Regions from separate parts of the Zea mays genome. Here all the other regions are linked to region 3. Evidence: chromatin contacts called from public Hi-C data. All regions are on one chromosome and are shown on one strand. Each heading gives the region's core, a stretch centred on a gene start, on an enhancer-like site or on the middle of the called end of the contact. The rest is flanking DNA. Distances are from core to core; before and after follow the strand shown. Region 1 holds the start of LOC100382294 (Major facilitator superfamily protein). Region 2 holds the start of LOC101027208 (Pyrophosphate-energized vacuolar membrane proton pump 1). Region 3 holds the start of LOC100193376 (ubiquinol-cytochrome c reductase complex ubiquinone-binding protein QP-C).

Region 1 (3,646 bases), core at 1,128-3,627, 310 kb after region 3:
AAATATAATATATACTGTACCTGACAAGATACTCAGAAACAACACCACCTCCCAGCCGGCCAAAGAAATTGCAGAAACTGAAGACAGAGAGTGAGATGGTTGTGTCGACAGCACCTGCAGCAATTCCTATTTGTGCTAGATTATTAAGAACAGTGATTCCAGATCCAAACCCAACAAAGCATATTGCAAAGAGAAGCCAGAAATCGGCCTTCAGTATTGCTTCACGAAACCGGAAATCTTCTCCCCTTCTTGGTCTTCTTCTCTTTGGCTTTATAGCCCCTTCACCCTCAGCTAAGAGAATATCGATGTCTGTGGTATCATCTTCAAGATTACCAAGGTTTGATTCGGAGGAAGAAGGCAAAAGTGGTTCTGTGTGACCATTATCAGTTGTTGGGGAGTGTGAATCTGATCGACTTTTTTTCTTCAGGAATAACGTCATCTTCAATGGTATTGCCAGGGGAGCAAAAATGAGAAGAACCATGATGACAAGCAGAGAATAGTTCATAATGTCATTGAGAGTCACGATGTGATCCAATATCGTAGCCCCAACCAGATAAACCCCAAGAAAAACACTTGCCACTTGCGCAAACATAAAATGGACTTGCTCTGCATTCGTCTCCACCAGAGAGGGTTCACAAGGCTGAACAAAGTACATTGCCAGAAGGCACACAGCAGGAATTCCGAGAGTAAGAAAGAGCAAAAGGTTGATGGGTGAATCACGGAGCACTCCAGTGTATATTTCGGTGTAAACAGCAGCACTTAAACCCGAGTACCCTTTCAGAATGCCAGCAACAGCACCTCTGCTGACTGGGAAGTTCCTCATGTTTGTCACTAGAACAGCAGTCGCCAACCACGCGCCACCATTGGTAGCAAGACATAACCCAAACCATATCTGTAAGTAGGGTCATTAGTCAGTTTCACAACAGTAAATTCGGTAAATTCCCGTCTGCCGAGAACCGATGGGAATAAGGCCAAAACTGACACTAATTAGTTATTCCCGTGAATCACGTCGGTTTTAGCTTAATTCCAGTCAGCATGTATCCCGGACTGGGAATATACTGCTCAGAGTAAGTGAAAAAAACTTGTTTCAAGTTGAAGCTAGCAAAAAGCTAACCTCACTTGAAGCCTTAAAGGGGAAAGAAGAGTGGTGCTAATTCTAGAACACCCGACCCTCCATTGAGACACGGCGTGTAAAAGTCCTAGATACGTGCATATTGCAGGTAAACTAAGTGACAGTGATTTTATTGACCCATGTGCAGTCAAAACTTGTTTGCTAGTGTGTGTGTTTTTGCGAGGATTGTTTGCTAGTGTATGGCAGGCAGCCTAACTCCGGCCCATTTGTTTATGGAATTACAGAGACTTCTATTTACCCTCAAGCTTGCTTATACCATAAGGCGTTTACCATTTTTAGGATAATAGCATCTCTAAGAGACTAGCCAAATGACTCGTCAAATCAAATTTTGACTACTAAACAACAAAATAACTCTTCAACAGACTAGCTATCTGACTTGTCTCGCTATCCGACTCGTCAAATTGGCTCCATCATTGGCTAAACTTAGCTAGCCACCTGACTAGCTAAACTAGATATATAGTTTGTTGAAGTGTGATGCAAGTGTAATCTTTATAAAAATATAAATATATAGTTAAATAGAGAGCTAAAAATAATATGGAGAATAAATTCCAGCATCAGCATAACAGTCCATATATTATATTTACTTGCACAGCGCAAAAGTGCCAAAAAAAAAGTGACCATTTGCCACAAAAAAAACAATGCCTTCTACGAAAAACTTAACATCAACAGAGTAATGCAACTTCCGTTTCACGATCTAGAACTGACGCATAAACTGGATCTTAAAAAATCGATCAGTAATGTTTTTCGCAAAAAAATAGAAAAAAAAAGAAAAATCAATCAGTAAATTGATGAGAAGTAGCAAAACGAAGAGCGATAGCGGCGGCAGCTCACCAGCCAGTAAGGCAGCGCGGGCGCGACGCCAGAGACGAGGAGCCACGCGGTGCCGTACCCGAGCAGGCACGCGCCAGCGCCGATGATGAGGAGCAGCGCGGGGTGGAGGCGGTTGCAGAGCACCCCCGGGAGCAGGCCGAGGTTCTCGCCGACGTCACAGGCGACCCCGAGCAGCGCAAGCCGGCTCTGGTCGGCGCCGAGGGCGACCTTGAGCGCGTGCGAGTAGAGCGCGAACGTGGAGCCGGCGCCGCCCGCGACCTGCACCCATGCGGCCGCCCCCAGTCCCAGCCACGGCGGCCGGCTCCCCGCCTTCACCGACGCCGGCCCACGCATCTCGCTCGCCGAGGGGAGCACCGACCAACGTGCGTGATGTACAGCGGATGGCCTGGATGGATAGGGAGAGGGGAGCTGCGGTCGGGATCGCGGGTCGGCGAGGATTTTTGTAATAAGCTCTTTTTTATGGCTGTGTGCAGGCGCCGCGCCGGGCGATGGCCGGTGGGCTTGGAACTTTGGGAGCTGGTTAGCTTCGCTTGGAGCTGGGGTTTGCTGTTTTGGGTCGGGGCCGTGTGCGCGAAATGCGACGAAATTGGATGTACACAAACAGCGACGCGGATCTCAAAGGCTCAAACCATCGCGATTTCGATGGCGACGGTCGGTGGCACCGGCCAGCTTGAGTGGCCGCGATGACTATATTAAACAATATCTTGTATGTCATTTTCTTATTTTTTTTTACCTCATTCGTCTCCAGCAGCACCGTCTTTTATCAACGTGCAAACGTCAAACATGGAAACGGGTCGCCTGGTGGGGCTCTCTACGGAGACACGAACGGTCCGCGATCTGACACAGGAGCGGCTCCTTCTCTGCACGTTTTCGGATGGTCCACGTCTTAGGCCGGACGGTCCGCGATAGTGCAGAGGGTCTTTTTCTCCGCGAAGAACCCTAGAGCTCGCCCTGAAAGAGATCACGTCAAGAGGGTTCCAAGGGGTTGCTCTGAATCGGCTGGCCGCCCGGTGCTCCTCTAATCAGCGTAGAGTCGAATAGAGATTGTTGTGGAAGACTAAACTAAATCTAATCTTAAGGCTAAATTACTCCTACTCCTAGGAATTGGAAGAAAGAAAAGGTAAAATTGATAAATAGATTTGATTTGATCGATTGTGAGACGTTTAATCGGTCGTAGTCCTTCATCTATATAAAGGGGAGGTCTGGAGCCGTTATAAGTCGTTTCCCGAGTTAATCCCGTAAATTTAGCTAACAAATCGCGTAAGAAACTCAGAACCCTAACTGATCCTACGCACACGTGTACCGTCCGCGCCACCACAGCGGACTGTCAGGACCCCGGACCGTCTGGCCTCAGGGCCGAATCGTCCGCGAGGACGTTTTCTGTCCCCAACAGTTTACTTGGCTTTAATCTGAAACGAACGCTTGGCTTTAATTTAAAACAGCTCTACTGTTTCTAAAATGTTTTGTCTCTATGTATTACAGCCACATCAGTCCGAACTGCTGACTTTAATTCGAAGCGAACAGACTATATATCTCATCATCTATATACTAAATATATATTATAGATATTTTTTCCTCAAATTATTATAGGTATGTATTTATCATACCTTTAAATATCTTTATATTACTTTTATTTAGTTTCTCGTTTAAGTACAATATAGATCTTATACATACTTTAGTTTC
Region 2 (3,645 bases), core at 801-3,300, 260 kb after region 3:
GATATTAAGGTCTTTTTGGAATATGATTTTTTTTGCAAAAAACAAAGTAATCTTGGTAAAATTTCATTACGAGTTTTATGTCTTATCCGGTTCTAGTGAGGCCGTAGGATGATGAGTTTGCCACCTCTCTCAAGTCGTCGTCTCCTTGCTGCTGCCAAAGAAGAAGGAGTAAAACACATTGCCAATGCAGTATCCAAGATTATTATTTCATTAGCTTATCCAACGTTGAAAGCAAAAGACACGTCAGTGCCAGCTCACTCCCTTACCTTTGATCCAGATATTCCACTGTATCCCTACTACTAATTAAGAATGCAGTGTGGGCGCCTGGCGCGGCCATGCCCCCGCCTCCGCCTACCGCGCGTGATGGCCCAACGGCCCCACACCGACGTAGAGAAAGCACGCGGCCGTGGCGAAGAGGCCAACGCCGAGGCACACGGCCCACCTCCATCGCCCACCGCACCTTCTCCATCTCGACCTCCTACTCCTCCTCCTCCGCGTCCCCGACCACTTCCCACCCGTCGTCGTCGCACTCGCAGCGGAACCAGACGCAGAGGCCCGTGGTGGCGTCCTCCTCCGGTATCCCCTCCAGCCGGGTGGCTCGGCCGCGCGGGCCCTGTCCTGCATCAGCACACCGCCCTCCGCGAGCACCACCACCTCCGCCACGCACACCTTCGGTGAAGCTAGCGCCCCACGGCACTCCACGTGCCACACCCCCTCGCGTTGCGCGGAGAAGACGCCCTCCGCTGCGACCTCCTCCCCGGCGGCGACGAGCACCTTGAACCGCGCGCCCTCGGCGGCGGCGACCCGACGGAGCGTGACCTTGGCGGGCGCGGCTGGCGGGAGCGCGCGACCGTTTAGCCCCTGCGCCGCACCCCCGATGGCCGGGTGGTAGGCCAACGTGAGCTCCGCGGGCGTCGTGGCGGAGCAGGAGGAGAGGCGAAGGTAGAAAGCGCGGACGTCGAGGCGCCGGGACGGGGGCGGGCGGAGGAAGCCGCCCTCTATCGCTGTGGCGCGGCACATCGTGGAAACCGGTCGCTGAACCTGCGTCGTCTTGCTGCTGCTCGAATGCTGTCCTTGTGATCACCGAAGGGCAAGGCAGCTTGTGCTGCTAGGATCTTTTGATAATAAAGCGGAGCGCGGAGGCGATAAGCGTCGGGTCGTCCGGTGGTTTTCCGCGTGGCGCCCGGGGTTTTCTTTTCGTGGCCGAGTCGGCCGAAACAGAGCACACGGTTTGGTTTGCATAGCTTTGTTGTGGGTTCCCGTCTTTTTCTCTCTGCCTACAGCAGCTGGGCTGGGCAGCGTTTAGCTGACGTCTGCGTGAGAGAGACCGCCGTCCAGGATGGCTGCACGGGACAGGTGTGCACTAAGCCTGAAACATGTCACCACCAGGCCCGACTCTGGCCTCCATGCCATGCGCGCGTTGTGTTGCCACCGTAGCAGACCCTCGACGCGTGGAGCCAAATTCTGTTTTCCCCGCCGCACTACGACAATGCAGCAGCATAGCCACAGGGAAAAACACTGATATACTCCTAATATGCAGCTAATTCTGCCCGTTCCTGTTGGATCCGTAAACAAGCTAGCTAATTCATCACCCTCCTCACATCCAGCGTCCGCAAAATATAGTACAGAACAAGTACTTGAACTCACACCCCTATGCTATAGAAATTTAGGACTAATCAACAGACCACATATATCTTAGTGTTTAAAAATAAACAAAAAATATATTTGTAACCTAGACGCCGCTCTTATGCTCCACATCTCATGGCAACGCACGAGCACATAGTGTACCGAAGAAGAGAAATATATTATCCCCTGAGCCCACCTGCCATCCCGGGCCAGCCCACCAGCAAAAGGCTCTAAAACAGGACAGCCCACAGACACTGACACACAGGCCTGCAGCTTTTACACCTAACCCTTCCAAGTTAATCGCATTCACGACCCGCCCCTTCTCTCCTGGCCACCTCCATCCATTCCACACTCCCCTTCCACATGCACCTTCCCCGCTATATAAGACACGCGCCCCGAGCTCAGGGAAGAGAGCTGCAGAGAGCGTGACGCGTCTCCCACACGGCCGCCGCCCTCGCCTTCGTGCGTTCCCCGCGTAGAGTTTAGGGTTTTGTCGCCGCCATGGCGATCCTCTCGGCGCTCGCCACCGAGGTGTTCATCCCCGTCGCCGCCGTCATCGGCATCGCCTTCGCCGTCGTGCAGTGGGTGCTCGTGTCGCGGGTGAAGCTCTCCCCGGCTGCAGCCGCGTCCGGCGGCAGCAAGAACGGCTACGGCGACTACCTCATCGAGGAGGAGGAGGGGCTCAACGACCACAACGTCGTCGTCAAGTGCGCCGAGATCCAGACCGCTATCTCCGAAGGTGAGGCCGGGGATTCCTCAGATCTGGGGCTGCCGCTCAGTTCGCTTAGATCCGCTCATTTCATGTTGCTCTGGCGCGTTTGCCAACAGAGGTTTACGTTTTTAGTAGATGCCGTTTTTAGTAGGTCGGGACTTTTTTTTTTGTTATCCGTTCGTTTATTTGGTGGATTTCACGCTGATGGCGGTGAAGTTCCTATCATTAGGTTGGGTGCTTGGGTGAGCTCAAATGTCATAGCTACCGCGTAGATAGCACAAAATCATGATTTTATTAGGACTGAAACTCGGTCTGCGTGTTTTTTACGGAATGGAAGACAAATATCTGCGTGGGGGTGTCGGTACCTCTGTGGGGGCTGCCAATTGGTGTACCCCCTTCAAAAGTTCAAACCATGCACATTTTCTATGATATTTTTGGTTGCTACTGGCACCTGTCCCACAACGTGGATTTTTAAGTGGGGGCTCATGTGATGTGTTACTGTTGTTTTGCTATATTCGATTCATGGGTCCCAAGTGTGGCTGGCAAATAATCCCTTTTCTCACCCCTTGGACGTGTGAATCTGGGCTTTGGCTTTAGATGCTTGTAGTGGCGCTGATGGATCTAGCGATGAAGTGTTCTTTTAATGCCTAGCGGCGTTCTTGCCCCTGTGTCGGTGCTGCAGTAAAGCCCAGTTCTTTTAATGCCTAGCGGCTTTCAGTTGACATGGTCTCTGATCTTACCTTGTGCCTTTCTTGTAGACCAAAACGTAGCAAGTTAGGCAGATCACCATTTGGCTGACATAAGCTACCATTACTCAATACAAGGGCTCCAATGTCTCTAGTGCACTAGGTAGATCTAGACCTGGAAGTTCCTGGGTAAGAGATGGGGATTCTCTGTCATCTGTCACCCATGTGTCGCTTGTTCACTGCGCTCTGAGCTTCCCATTTAGATCAGCAATTGTCTAGTGCAGTAGTGCTGATCAGTTACATGTCCCATAATTTGGTGTTAGGCGCTATTTTATATGGTTGAGACAGGGACACATGAAAATAAGCACTTTTGGAGTTATTTGGTTGAGGGGCCTTTAGTTTGTTTACTTCCCTGTGTGGTTGACAAATGGATGTTGGATGTGTCAGTCTGTGTTAATCACTCATTTATTTGATGATACTGGAAAGATAAAACTGGACCAGTAGTTTTGCTATTCTTTCTGAATAGACTAGTGTGCCATTGTATTGTCTGTAGCTTACATCCTAGTGATCCTAACCATATGATTGACATCTAAAATTGTCTTCTCTTTTATGGACAGGAGC
Region 3 (4,074 bases), core at 1,108-3,607:
TGGCACCTAGGCACGGTTGGACGGTCTGACCATGTGGTCCGGACAATCCACAATTAGATTAATTCAGGCGAGTGTCCTTACCCCCGCACGTGCTTATCTAGCTAATGGCACGAGAATCTATTGGGAAGCATCTTGGGACGGGTCTAGACCTTCATCCCTATATATATGATGGGGTACAGTCGATTGAGGCATTGCCTAATCAATGAAATCAATTTATTTACCAGTTATTTTACATTCTTACCCTAGGAGTAGCAGTGACTTAGTTTAGATTAGTCTTCTTCATCCCCAATCTTCAGCTCTCCTTGGCTTGACGTTGTTTAGAGGGGTGGCCTGACAAGCCTAGAATCTTTCCTCCTAACATGGCCCCTCTCGAGGACAAGATTCATGTTTTGTAGAAGATCATCACAGCCTCTACGCACGCGTGGACGATTCGGACGCCCTGAGCAGACGGTTCACCGCCCTACAAAGAAGAGCGAACCCTTTGCGCAAGTCGCGAATGGTCCAAGCGTCTAAGGTGGACGGTCCATGCTCATGCAAAGAATACTCTGAGTATTTGCTCCTTGCGAGCGGAATCAGGATGGGCTAGGTTAGGTAATTGGCCCAAAAAAGAGCGCCAACACTAACCAAGCCATAAGAACAAATTTAATTAACCTGTCTACCCATTGGCGAACTAATTAGCGGTGGCGTGATTTATCCCGAGAAGATGATGTTGGACACAATCATGTCAACGAAGCAGCATCGCTAAGCAGGACAACATATGTTGGCAACTCAGCGTGAATCGTGATTGCCACTCTATTTGCGTATGTGGAGTCGAGGCCTCTCGTGGCTGCCTAGGAAATGGATCGAGCATACTAACATGATATTAGAATTTTTTTGGGATTCTTTTATGGTGTGTTTGGTTGGATGTATAAGGAGGGATGGAAGTGGGCGGCCACATTTTCTATAGTGTTTGGATGAGAGTCACGTGATGGCGAGGTGAACATCAGAGCAATTTTGGTGGCGGCGTGGTCCAAAAAAATGAGGAGATGATGTCGCCCCAGCCTTATCCTACTTTGACCTTATACCAAACACATCCTTAATGCTTAGGCTCTAGACGATCACCCCTCTTTCTTAAGGCATGTACAACCCTGAGTCTCCGGAACGGTTTTATAAATACAAGAGATAACTAAGAGATAGTATAATATAACACCGAGCCTTTAGATAGTAAATACAATTAAGACACAATATGTATAGAGACAAACTCTTTACGAAGAGCTCGTCTCTTGATTTTTTTTCACTTAGCACTCTAGAGACCCTCAAGAGCCCTCTCATTTAGTTGAGTTGTATATGCCTTTAGGCTGAGAGCCGACCCTGGGTCAAGGCGGTAGGAGATGCAAGAGAGGAGAAATTAGAGAGCCTCTTAGGGCTGGTTCGGTGGATAAAGAAATGGAGGGGATCCATGAAGGATGAATTCCTTTTCTATTCAAATTTCTTCCATATGGATCACCTCCAATTCTCGTCTACCAAATTGACCCTCATAAGTGGTTCCGTGAGTGCAAAGTGTTGGTGCCGATCTGGGCACCAAACACTGGAACAAATCGCTTGGCGGTGCCCTCTGCGAAGGAACGGATGGTCCGTGGCACATGGCCGGACGGTCCACGACCTAGCGCAGGAGCAACTCCTCCTCTACGTACGTCCGGACGGCCCGTTCCCGGGGCTCGAACGGTTCGCGATGGCGCAGAGGGTCTTCTTCTTCGCAACATACCTATATCTCACCTCCCGAGAGGGACCCATAGGGGAGAAGAGATCCTAGAGTGTGTCTTGCCGTCAGCAGGCCACCCAAGACGTCTCTAGTTGACGTAGAGCCGAAGAGAGATGAAGATTTGAGGTAGAGTGGGGCTAAACTAGGGCTAAACTAGAGCCACTCGTAATGCATAAGGTAAAAAAGATTAAGTAGATTTGAATTGATTGATTGTGGGGATTCAATCGATCGTAGCCCTTCATTTATATAAAGGAGGAGGTCTGGACCCATTACAAGTAGTTTTTCGAGTTAATTCTACAAATTTAACTAATAAATCCCGCAAAAAAACTCGGAATCTTAAATAATTCTGCGCACGCGCGAACCGTCTGCGCCACCACCGTGGATTGCTCGGCCTACTATGGCGGACCGTCCGCTTCCCAAGTGGGCTCAACACAAAGTATAACATTTTTGTCTGTAAGTTCAGAGATCTTCGGTGTCCAATTTTGCCATTTTGGATTCTGAAAATTGGACGAAGCAAACGAAGGCAACATGATGAAACTTTTGCACTCCAGGTTCTACTGTAAATTGAGCCGTGTCCAACAAGCGAGCACCATTCGTTGCAGTTGGCCCAAAAATACTTGCCCGGCCCAATCGAATCTCTGACCGATATACCGAACCCTAGCCCAGTTGTTCCGCCGAGCGAACGATCCAGAAGCAGAAGCCACCGATCGGCGTGCCGCGTGCGTGAGGCGATCGGAGCATCCCGTCCCGAGGAGGAAGACAACCGGCGACGCGGGGGGAACATGGGGAAGACGCCGGTGCGGATGAAGGCGGTCGTGTACGCGCTGTCGCCCTTCCAGCAGAAGGTAATGCCGGGGCTGTGGAAGGACATCACCACCAAGATCCACCACAAGGTCACCGAGAACTGGATCTCCGCCACGCTCCTCCTCACCCCCGTCGTCGGCACCTACCAGTAAGCCTCCGGTCCCCTTCTGTGCTAGCTCGTTCGGCTGCGTTTCGTCCCCCTCACCCAGATCTGGTCGGATCGGGGTTGCTCCTGCTGCTGGCTGGCTGGGGGATCCAGTTAGGGTTCGATCGATTCATCTCTTTCTTAGATGCGTTGGTGGCCCGGATCCTCTCATTTGCTCCGATTTTGGTAGTTCTAACGAGGATTTCTTTATTTGGTGGTTTCGTTTAGGGTTAGTAGTACATTGTACAAAGGATTTGTCTAATGCATTGACCTGCCCCTTGGTTCGATTGTGGAAATTGGAACTACGAAGCTAGACACAGGTCATGCCTGGCTTTTATTCTACTTCATGCGGCACATATATGTGCATCTTGATGATTTCTTTACCATCGTTTTATGCCAGCGAGGTGAGGTATGTGCAGATGAAACACGCTGCCTAAGTGTCCTGTAACGTGTTACTAGTTAGGTGTCCTTACGCTATGGTTTCTATTTATGCTTGAGTATAAAACACAGATGTCCGTATTGTGTTGGCTAGGTGGGTATGAATTTGTGTTTGGAGCCAATAACCACAGTTTAAATCCCCATTGGTGCATAATTTTTAGTTTTTGTACCATTTAAATATGGGGGGAAAGGATAGGTGAACTGAAGGGAAAGGGTGACACACGACGACAGTGGAAGGTAGAAACTGGTGATTTATATAATAGAGTCTAGTTAGTTGCTTGTGTATCGCTACAGTTTCTATATATAATATAGGATTTCTTTGTACAATACAATCCAATATGAGTTGTAGTGGTCAGAGGTGAGTGCTCTCTTCCTAGAGACCATGGTTCGAATCCCTGTCCTGGTGACTTATTTTTTTTATATTTCACTGGCGACGCTCGCCACGCCTGTGGGGAGGGGGACGACACAGGAGATCCGACCGAGTCAGAGGGATGGCGGGTTGATTACAAAGAAATATATGAGACTTTTTGTAAAAGTGATGACGGTGGAATCGCGGAACCAAGAAAACTGGTGCTTTAATATAGTATAGATTTGGTTGCAGTATATGCTTTTATCTCTTATTACCAACATGACACACCATTTAGTTGATTAGTGTTGCCAACCCAAACGTGTAGGGTTTTAAGGTATTGCTTAGGATTGTTTTACCTTGTAGCTTGAAAGTTCAAACTAGTTGGAACTTTTGCATGGTGATTAGTTAATTTAATGTGCTTTTTGGACTGAATGTTCAAAGGCTAGTTTAAAAGACTTGTCTAGGTGTACTGTTTTCAAGTTTTGCATGTAATTTGGGTGCTAATCTTGTCTCCGCGGTCTTGTAGTAGCTTGAAATCTGCTTAGTAGTTTAGCCTCTTCTATCTGATTGATCATATACAAATCTAATGTTCTTTTG

What was found. A called contact is a pair of places that touch in the nucleus more often than the background predicts.
Region 1: a Hi-C map of tassel shows a contact between it and region 3, with 3 times the contacts expected there. The contact joins the promoter of LOC100382294 here to the promoter of LOC100193376 in region 3. A contact is called at or near these places in 2 of 25 Hi-C or Micro-C datasets (ear and tassel).
Region 2: a contact with region 3 is called in a Hi-C map of tassel, with 3 times the contacts expected there. The contact joins the promoter of LOC101027208 here to the promoter of LOC100193376 in region 3. A contact is called at or near these places in 5 of 25 Hi-C or Micro-C datasets (bundle sheath, leaf, root tip and 1 more).

Annotation. Positions count from the first base shown.
Region 1 is chr6:134,126,308-134,129,953 of Zm-B73-REFERENCE-NAM-5.0, forward strand. LOC100382294 (Major facilitator superfamily protein) reads right to left here and starts at 2,378. Exons shown (of 3, transcript NM_001175044.2): 1 at 1,964-2,378; 2 at 21-892. The coding sequence starts at 2,296.
Region 2 is chr6:134,075,151-134,078,795 of Zm-B73-REFERENCE-NAM-5.0, forward strand. LOC101027208 (Pyrophosphate-energized vacuolar membrane proton pump 1) reads left to right here and starts at 2,051. Exons shown (of 8, transcript NM_001279843.1): 1 at 2,051-2,365; 2 at 3,642-3,645. The coding sequence starts at 2,128. It also overlaps the pseudogene LOC109940540.
Region 3 is chr6:133,814,445-133,818,518 of Zm-B73-REFERENCE-NAM-5.0, forward strand. It overlaps LOC100193376 (ubiquinol-cytochrome c reductase complex ubiquinone-binding protein QP-C), which reads left to right and starts at 2,358. Exons shown (of 2, transcript NM_001317234.1): 1 at 2,358-2,693. The coding sequence starts at 2,524.